2 separate regions of the Sus scrofa genome follow, and region 1 is linked to region 2. The links are chromatin contacts, called in public Hi-C maps. All regions are on one chromosome and are shown on one strand. Each heading gives the region's core, a stretch centred on a gene start, on an enhancer-like site or on the middle of the called end of the contact. The rest is flanking DNA. Distances are from core to core; before and after follow the strand shown. Region 1 holds the start of ADCK5. Region 2 holds the start of GPT (alanine aminotransferase 1).

Region 1 (4,300 bases), core at 392-2,891, 110 kb before region 2:
CATTGAGTATAATGGGGTTAGGTGGGGAGGCCAAAAGTGTGCAATTTGGAACTTTCCAGAAACCTTGGCCCTGGGAAGGGCTCCAGATTCACTTTCATCAGGCCCTGGCCTGGACACCAGGGACACAGCAGTGAAGATGAGAGGGCGCGTCTGCCCTCCTGGCAAGGCAGGCAACAAATCAGAACAGCCCCAGCTTTTGTCACATGGGGACACTGGGAGCAAGGAGACTCAGGACATTGACGCATGCTGGAGAAGCTGGGGTGACGTGTTAGATGGCCGAGGGACACCAGGAGGAGCAGGCACCCCTGTGGGAGAGGGAGGGGTCAAGGGGGGAGGGCCTGGCGCCAGAGAGGAGGAGAAGGAGCTGATAGGAAGGCCACCAGGTGGGACCAGCCTTTAAGGAGAAACTTCCTGAGTCAGTCAGCGTGAAGGTGGGTACAGCAAGTGTGGCAGAGGTGAAAATGAGGCCCAGGGAATCGGCTGCAAAACAACCAGGCCACAGGAGCACGGGGCCAGACACCCGAGGGTTGTGGGCCGCACAGAGGTTAGCGCATGGCTGGCTGGGGGATGGCCTTTTTTTGGGGGGGCCGCACCCACTGCATATGGAGGTTCCCAGGCTATGGGTCGAATCAGCTGTAGCTGCTGTCCTGTGCTACAGCCACAGCAACAAGAGATCCCAACCGTGTCTGTGACCTACACCACGGCTCACGGCAATGCCGGATCCTTAACCCACTGAGCGATGCCAGGGATCGAACTCATGTCCTCATGGTTCCTTAACCGCTGAGTCATGAGGGGAACTCCCTGGATGGGCCTTTGAAGTTCCGCAGAGTGGGTGCAGAGGCTGGGTGGAACTGCAGAAAGGGGGCCTTGGCTGCCCAAGGAGAGAAGGTGGACGAGAAGGTGCTACCTGTCAGGGGTGAGAGGGAAGTAGGTGAGAGAAGGGAGCTTAGGCAAGAGCTGGCAGAGACTCTGCGAGGAGGGTACCCATCCTGCCCTGCACTGAGGGTGGCAGGAAAGGGCGGGGACGGGCTGGCAGGCCAGTGCGGGAGGCAGCTTTGTCGTGGGCCTTGCCTGTCCTGTGCTCACCATTCACGGCCTTGTTAGTGACAACACCACAGGCCGCCTACCCGCACGCAGCAGGTGCTCATCTGAAATCGGACACTGCATGGGACAAGGAGCTATGTGAACTTGACAGTTACCACCTCATTTTGCAGCGAGGAAAGCGAGGCTTGAGCAGGTAAAGAGATTCGCCCTAATCCGTGGCTCAGAGCTGTAGCCGGACTGGCGCCCTTCCCAGCCTCCCACGGGTCCTGGAATCCAGCTCTCTCTGCACTGACGTCCTTTTGGGGTTCCTCCTGCTCCCCGCTTCCGCCCGTGCTGTGAGCTCCTAGAGAACAAGGGAGCCGACCTTCCCGAGCCTCAGCTTCCATCGAGGGTGGGAAAAGCCCCCAGCGGCAGTGACCGATGGCCTGCTCGGCCGAGGCACTGGCTGTGGCTCCAGCACCAGCACCTGCGTCCTCCGTCTGTGCACCGCCGGGTCCTGGCCCAACACTAGGCCGTCGGGGACCGCCAGGGGGCGCTGCTCAGCCGCGGACGCAGGTGCGCTCGGGGCGTGGCCTTCCGTCCGGCCCGCCCCCTGGGGGCGGCGTGCGCGTGCGCACCGCGCCCTCTCCCGCAGGGACTGCTGGGTGGCGGCGCGAGGCTGCGGCGAGAGGAGCGGCACGGAGCGGCGCGTCGGCCCCGGAGATGTGGAGACCTGTGAGCACCCCCGCGCTCCCGGTGCCCTCCCGCGGCCCCGCGAGCCGCCTGTCCCGGGCCCTCGGGCCCCTAAACCCTCCCCGCCCCCAGAGATCCTCCCCCGCCCGGCGGGAACCTCAGGGCTCTAGAAGGCGCCCTTCAGCTCCAGGTGCTCTGCCCCCCAGACCCCCTGACCAGCCCCAGCCCCCGGTGCGCAGAGGCCAGAACCACTTAGGAGGCCCCGCACTGATTGCCTCCCCAGCGCCTCCAAGGTCCCCTCTGCTCCTTCCAGGCTCTCTGCGAGGACGCTGGTCTCAGGACAGCCCTCGAAGCCCGCTTCCTCCGATCCCCCCTCCCCTCCCCAGAGACCCTTTCCCCCCCGCGGCGAAGTTGACACTTGTCCGAATCCCAGCCTGGGGGCCCTCGCCTTTCCTTTTACCTGCTCCCTTGAGAAGCCTAACCCGGTCACCAGCCCGCCCCAGATCATCCCGAGCTGACAGCTGCTCCTGCTTCCGAGGAGGGGGGGGGGGCTCCTCTCTCAGCCCTTTCCCTGCTTTGCCTGCCCCGCCCCGGGCTGCCCTCCCAACTCGCGCTTCCTTTGATCCTGACGACGCAGTTGGCAATCCAGGGTTTTTCCTTGTTGGGTGCCTTTCAAACCCGCGTTATCATCACTCACGCAGGTCTTACCCACTGCTTCCCCCAGAATCTAGCCCCATAGAGACAGAGGGGGGCTCATCAGCCTTTTCAACTTGGAACTTTCCAGAAGCCTTGTATTTTCCTAATAATCCTCGCCTTGCAGGTGTAGGTATTTATACAAATTTCCATTAACTCTTGTGGCTTTCGGTGAACAGCTCCGTGCTGTTTTATGGGCTGAGACTCAGGCAGAGAGACACCAGAGCTGGTCTGTTACAGGGTATAGAGCTGCTTCCCACGTGCAACCACTTAATCCTCCAGACAGCCCTAGGGAGTGGGCGGGCAGGTTTTGGTTGTGATTAGGAGAGGCTCCTGACCGGTGAGTGGCGTAGGGCCCAGTCGGCTTGAGCCCTCACTGGTGCTGAGAGGGGCGCAGGCCCTTGGCGAAGAAAAGGCCAGGGCCTTCATTTCATCTTCGCCACCTCTCTGGGCTCCAACTGCCGCCTCCCTCTCTTCCTGAGTATGAGAAGATTTCTGTGTTTTGGTTTCCTCTCCGGCACAGGCTGTTGACCTGCCATGGAACTGCCCAGGTTCCTGTCACCTCCTTGTGCTTCTCTGTCAGGCCTCAACTTGAGACTCAGCAGCTGCTCGTTACTGCTGGGGGCTGGCTTATCTGCAGTGACCTTTCCTCTTCCTTCTAACCCACTGTGTCTAATCTGCAGGGTGTGGAAAAACCGACAGCTCAGCTTGTGCCTAAACACGAGTGCAGGTGCTCATGATTCTGCGTTAAAGCACACACAGCGTCTTTAGCTTCGTAGTTTCTGTGTGATGCTGCGCAAGCTCTTTGCTGCTTGATGGGTTGTAGCTGAGTTCCAGGTGAGCGCTCTCTTTCTGCGCATGGGCCGGGCACTCACTAAGCCGGAGAGGCCGGGTGGAGGATGCCCGTTTCGTCTTGCCCAGACTGGGAGGCTTCGTTGGTGAGGGGTGCTGGGACAGCAGACGTTAACCTGGGCTGACCCAGGAGGCCATGCGCGTGACCCTGTGGGAAGGCGCTGGGCGCCAGAGGGTGTCCTGGGACCCCGCGCGCTCTCTCTGCCTGCTTCCTGCCACGCTCTGGCACCCAGGCTCTGGGTATGGTTTGGGTCTTATGTGATGTGGTGGAAACGCCCCTGAGTTAGTTCCAGGAAGGTCTGGCTGCAGACTTGGCCCCACATTTATAGCCACGTGACCTCATAGGCATGGGGGATGTCTCCTGCGTGACGGGGATATTTGGGGAATTACTAGGCATCCTGAATTGGAATGGGCCAGGTACTGGTGTGGGTCCCTGGGCCCCTGTGGGGCTCTGGGGTCTTCAGCCAGAGGCCTCATCCCTGGCGTCCATCTGGGGCCAGACTGGCGCTGTCTCTTGCCCGCCTGTTGCTCAGCAGCACCGTCACCGGGGTCATGTGGGTTTGGTTCGTTCTCTGCTTAGCCACTGTCTCTTTCAGTTCAGCGCGCGTCGATGGGGGCTCTGCTTTATCTGGGGGAGCACTGGGCTGGTAGAGGCACAGAGATGCCTGAGAGGTGGGCCCTGCGGGGAGAAGGACGGCACACTCACAGCCACATTCCTGTCTGATAAGGACAGCGGGCAGCATACAGAGGCGGGGGTGGGGGAAGGCCTAGGCAGAAAGCAGTCGGGAGAGGGGCCCGGCCAGGCTCTGCCAGAGGCTGTTTGTCACGGAGAGCGGAGGGCGAGCGGGGAGTCAGTTCTGGGAGTGAGGAGGTGCGGCCAGAGCTCCTGCAGAGGCTCCTCTGGTAACTCCTCAGGCCGGCCAGGCATTGCCTTGCCCCCGCTGAGCCTGTGTGCACGCTACATCAGCCACGTGTTCAGAGGCTGGATTCTGGTCTCCAGCGTCCCAACCAGAGCCCCTGATGGTGGCGACCAGTGGTC
Region 2 (4,571 bases), core at 1,910-4,409:
GCATCAGGTCAGCCATTCCGGGGCCAGGGGGGAGGGAGGGGCGGCGGCCTGCCCTCTGGTGCTCAGGCCGTGCGCTCCGTAGAGCTGCATTGATGACTTCCGGGAGATGGTGCAGCAGCTCCTCGAGGCCGGAGCCAAGGTCAACGCCCGAGACAGTGAGTGCTGGACGCCCCTGCACGCCGCGGCCACCTGTGGCCACCTGCACCTGGTGGAGCTGCTCATTGCTCGGTAGGGCTGCTGGGACCAGCGTGGCTGGGGTGGGCCTCTGTCAGGGGGAGGTGGCAGCTGGGCCAGGGGGGCACAACCTTAGGTACCTCCTTGTGGGCAAATGTGCTTGGCCCTTGGTCTCTTGTGTTCCCACTTACCCGCCTGTTCCCTGGCCTGGAGCCCAGGACCTGGGCAGAGGCCTCAGCTGCTGCCTTCCCCGAGGACGCAGCACAGGCTCAGCGCAGTGTGGTCCTCTGCTGCCAGGCTGCTGGCACTCCCTCCAGCTCTGGCCTCCTCCCCTTCCCAGGGTCTGCACAGAGAAGTACTGTCGGGTCAGAGCGGTGACGGAGGCAGCCCCGGGGGCGGGGGGGAGGCTGGACACGGGTGAGGCCACTAGCAGGGGGGGCAGCGCAGGCCTGGGGCTCTGCACGGCCGCTCTTGTGAGCGGAGAGGGTGGTTCGCTCCACCAGGACCTCGAAGTGCCCCCTGCACAGTGCCCCTCCCTCTGACCTCTCTAGTCAGAGTCAGGCTCAGGCTGACCTTGGAGCATCAGTGGTGGGTGTTGCGGGGTGGTGGCGGTCTATCCCCTTTGCAGGGGGAGCGGCTGTATGCAGCGTCACAGGGCAGCAAAAAGGGGCACACACCCCCAACTCCCCCCTGCCCCCCCGAGGCCTGGCATCCTCTAGGGGCAGGTGGGCCCACTGTACCTGGTCATAGGGCAGATGGGGGCCGGGAACGAGTGGAAACTGCAGGGCAGCCCTAGGGCGGGCCTCCGAGAGGGCAGGCCTCCGAGGGGCCTGGGGGCCTCGCTGGGGGAGAAGGGCCTGTGGCCAGCACCCCATCCATCCTCCCCGCAGCGGCGCAGACCTCCTGGCAGTTAACACTGATGGGAACATGCCCTATGACCTGTGCGAGGATGAGCAGACGCTGGACTGCCTGGAGACGGCCATGGCCAGCCGTGGTGAGTGCCACCCTGCCCACTCACCCACCCGGCCAGGGGTGCCGGGCGTGCTTGGCCTGAGCCTCCTGCCCTGCAGGCGTCACCCAGGACAGCATCGAGGAGGCCCGGGCCATGCCGGAGCTGCACATGCTAGAGGACATCCGGTGCCTGCTGCAGGCGGGGGCTGACCTCGACGCCCCCCGGGACCATGGGGCCACGCTGGTGAGGATGTGGCCAGGTGGGGCCCAGCAGGGGTGTGGCTGCTGGCTGGGCCTGGGGCCAAGGCTCAGGGGCAGGCGGTTTTCGTGCAGCTACACATCGCCGCAGCCAATGGGTTTGGTGAGGTGGCTGCCCTGCTGCTGGAACACCGGGCCAGCCCAAGCGCCAAAGATCTGGATGGATGGGAGCCGCTGCATGCTGCGGCCTACTGGGGCCAGGTGCGTGCCAGGCGGGGGCGGCGGGGGAGGGCGCCTGGCAGCTCCGGAACCTTCAGCAACCTGGGCTCCCGGCCACAGGTTCACCTGGTGGAGCTGCTTGTGGCACACGGGGCCGACCTGAACAGCAAGTCCCTGACGGACGAGACGCCTCTCGGTGAGCCAGAGCCTCATCCTTCCGGTGTGGGGGAGGGGCAGGGGGCACCCATGATCCTCTGCCTCTCCTCCTCAGATCTGTGTGGGGACGAGGACGTGCGTGCCAAGCTGCTGGAGCTGAAGCACAAGCACGACGCCCTCCTGCGCGCACAGGGCCGCCAGCGTTCTCTGCTGCGCCGCCGCACCTCCAGTGCCGGCAGTCGGGGGTGAGTGCCCGCCCAAGGGCCCTTGGGCACCCCCACTCTGCAGGCTCTGCCCTGGGCCTTGTCCCAGCTGATGTCACCTGGCAGGCCAAGGTGCCCATCGGAACTTGGGGCAGAGTCCATAGGGCGGGCGGCATCCTCCCCACCCTCCCCCTGCCCTTCCCCAGGAAGGTGGTGAGGCGGGTGAGCCTGACCCAGCGCACCAGCCTGTACCGCAAGGAGCACGCCCAAGAGGCCATCGTGTGGCAACAGTCACCACCCACGAGCCCAGAGCCTTTCGAGGAGGATGAGGACCGCCAGACAGACTCCGAGCTGAGGCCACCACCCCTTGGGGTGAGCCCTGCCCGCCTCCCCACCCCCACCCCGCCCCCGGGCTCCACCCTCGCAGCCTGGCACCAAGGTCCTACCCCGTACCAGCCTCAGAAGCTGGCGGGACCAGTGCCCGGGGCGTCAGCTGCTGCCCCCACCCTTGTTTCTGCCCCAGGGTGCCATGCATCCTGGGGCCAGGGGCTGGAGAGACCCTCCTGATGGCCTCTGGGGACTGCTCCCCACACAGGAGGAGGACGTCCAGGAGGCCAGGCCGCACAACGGCCGAGTGGGCGGCCCCCTGGGGCGGCACCTGTACTCCAAGCGGCTGGACCGAGGCGTCTCCTACCAGCTGAACCCCCCGGAGGGCACCACCGCAGATGCCCTGGTCCGGGCCAGGGCCCACCACACCCTGGCTGAGCTCAAGCGCCAGCGGGCCGCAGCTAAGCTGCAGCGGCCCCCACCTGAGGGGCCCGAGGCCACGGAGTCTGGCCCGCCTGTGGACATGGAGGCCGCCCGGCTGGAGTGTGGCTCCAGGGCTGGGGGAGACCCGCCCCTGCTGAGACTCACAGCCCCCTCAGAGGAGGCCCCCCTGGAGAAGAGACCGTGCTGTCTGCTCATGTGAGGGCTGCTTCAGGGCCCCTGCCCTGTGGACCCCAAGGCACGCCCCCGCCAGAACGCCAGCCTCCTCCCTCAGGGGCAGACCTGCGGCAGAGGCCGTGCCCGGGAGGCACCTGGCTGCCGAGACCTGGTTTCATCCTGTGACTCTCGATAAAGGGCCATTCTGCCACTTGCCTTGTCGTGTGTCTCATCTGGGCCACCGTCTCCATGACGGTGCTCGGCCTGGGTGCGCAGGAGGCCTGCAGGTGCATGCTGCAGCTCGCCTGGGGTGCCCGCCCCTGCGTGGGTGTGAGGCCCACGGCCTCTGGGCAGGAAGCCCTTGCTGCACCCTGCCCCCCAGCCTCCTGGAGGCCTCTTTGGAACTCCTGGCTTTCTTGAGGGAACAGGGAGCTTCGGAAGGACGCTCCTTGAGGGCCGGGGATGGGGGTGTCTGTGCTGCAGGGGCGGGGCTCCTGGCCTGGAAGGGAAAGGCGATTTTCCAGGCCTCTTGGGCCAGAGCCAGAGGGGCAAAGCAGTACAAGGCCAGCGTCAGAAACCTCCCTGGTGGGGCTGGGCCCCCCATTCCTGGCATGCAGCCCCAATCCTGAGGCCTGGCTGCCAGCTTCCGCCCCCTGGGCTGGCAAAGAAGGCCAACAGTTGGCTGCTCAGGCTGGGAGCTGACCAGGCACGCTGTCAGGATGATGGGGCCCCTTAGGGGCCTCACATTGGAGGGCTAGGAGCACTGCCGCTCATCTGACCCTGGCAGGCTACTTGGCATAGCCACCAGCGCTGGGTGGCATGGGCTCAGGTCACCTTCTCTCCACCGGACACGGGCCTGGTCAGCTGGGTGCCCGCAGGCCCGCCCTTGCCTGAGCATCAGTGGTTGGAGAGGTGTCCTCAGCAGGGCTGGGGACAGGCTACTGGTTAAATTTAGAGTGTGGGGTGGTGCCGCTGCCCAACTTCCACTTGCCATCACAGCTGCCACTTCAGTCCTGCTGCCAGGGGGCAGGCGGGGGCTGGCTCTGCCTGGGCCGGGCCCATATTAACCTGTGCTCAGGCCTGGGCGGCCTGGGGGCCTGAGGTGGAGCTGAGCAGAGCGGAGCAGGAGGTGCAAGGTGAGAGGCAGGCTGCCCAAGCTCTGGGTGTTTCCTCTCTGGCCAGCAGCAGCAGCAAAGGAGCCCACTTCCCAGGCCTGACCCGCTGCCCACAGCTCAACTCAGTGGAGGGGCCGGCTCCCTGACCCTCAGCACAGAGTCAGACCCTGACGCTGGGGTAGCCACCCCTGGGCATGGCCTATCAGCTCCCTGCAGGGCTGGTGGAGGTGGGGCCCTGAGGGCTTATCAGGGCTTGCTTCCCACTCTCTCCACCAATTGGGAGCAACAGGGAAGGGGAGCTTAGGTCACCCTGTGTGTGTGTGTGGCCCCAAGGGCGGCCCCAGGCTGGCGGCATGTTTGGCGAAAGGGCAGGACAGCAGCGCAGAGCAGCTGAGGTGTCCAAGGGCCCCGAGAAGGCTCCGAGCAGCCCTGCCTCCTCCCCCAGCACCCCAGCCCCAAGACTCCAGCTCTGCAGTGCTGCTGGGGGACCAAGGACCAACCACGGGGCTCTCGCAGCCCCTGGGCCATGGTCCCCAGCGCGGGAGGGGCCAGATGGAACCTGTGTCTGATCGCCTCACTTCCCTCCCCCGACAGCCCCAGGATTCTTGACGCCTGGCTCAGTTACCTGGGA

What was found. A called contact is a pair of places that touch in the nucleus more often than the background predicts.
Region 1: a Hi-C map of skeletal muscle shows a contact between it and region 2, with 4 times the contacts expected there. The contact joins the promoter of ADCK5 here to the promoter of GPT in region 2. A contact is called at or near these places in 2 of 5 promoter capture datasets (fetal skeletal muscle and liver), 13 of 47 Hi-C or Micro-C datasets (alveolar macrophages, blood, embryonic fibroblasts and 9 more) and 2 of 2 datasets of contacts at active chromatin or transcription factors (alveolar macrophages and skeletal muscle).

Annotation. Positions count from the first base shown.
Region 1 is chr4:407,923-412,222 of Sscrofa11.1, reverse strand. ADCK5 reads left to right here and starts at 1,641. Exons shown (of 14, transcript XR_002343661.1): 1 at 1,641-1,758.
Region 2 is chr4:301,086-305,656 of Sscrofa11.1, reverse strand. GPT (alanine aminotransferase 1) reads left to right here and starts at 3,159. Exons shown (of 12, transcript XM_021090479.1): 1 at 3,159-3,961. It overlaps PPP1R16A (protein phosphatase 1 regulatory subunit 16A), which reads left to right. Exons shown (of 12, transcript XM_021090492.1): 5 at 1-7; 6 at 83-228; 7 at 1,065-1,168; 8 at 1,245-1,369; 9 at 1,459-1,584; 10 at 1,663-1,943; 11 at 2,108-2,273; 12 at 2,497-3,036. The coding sequence starts at 107. The coding sequence ends at 2,871.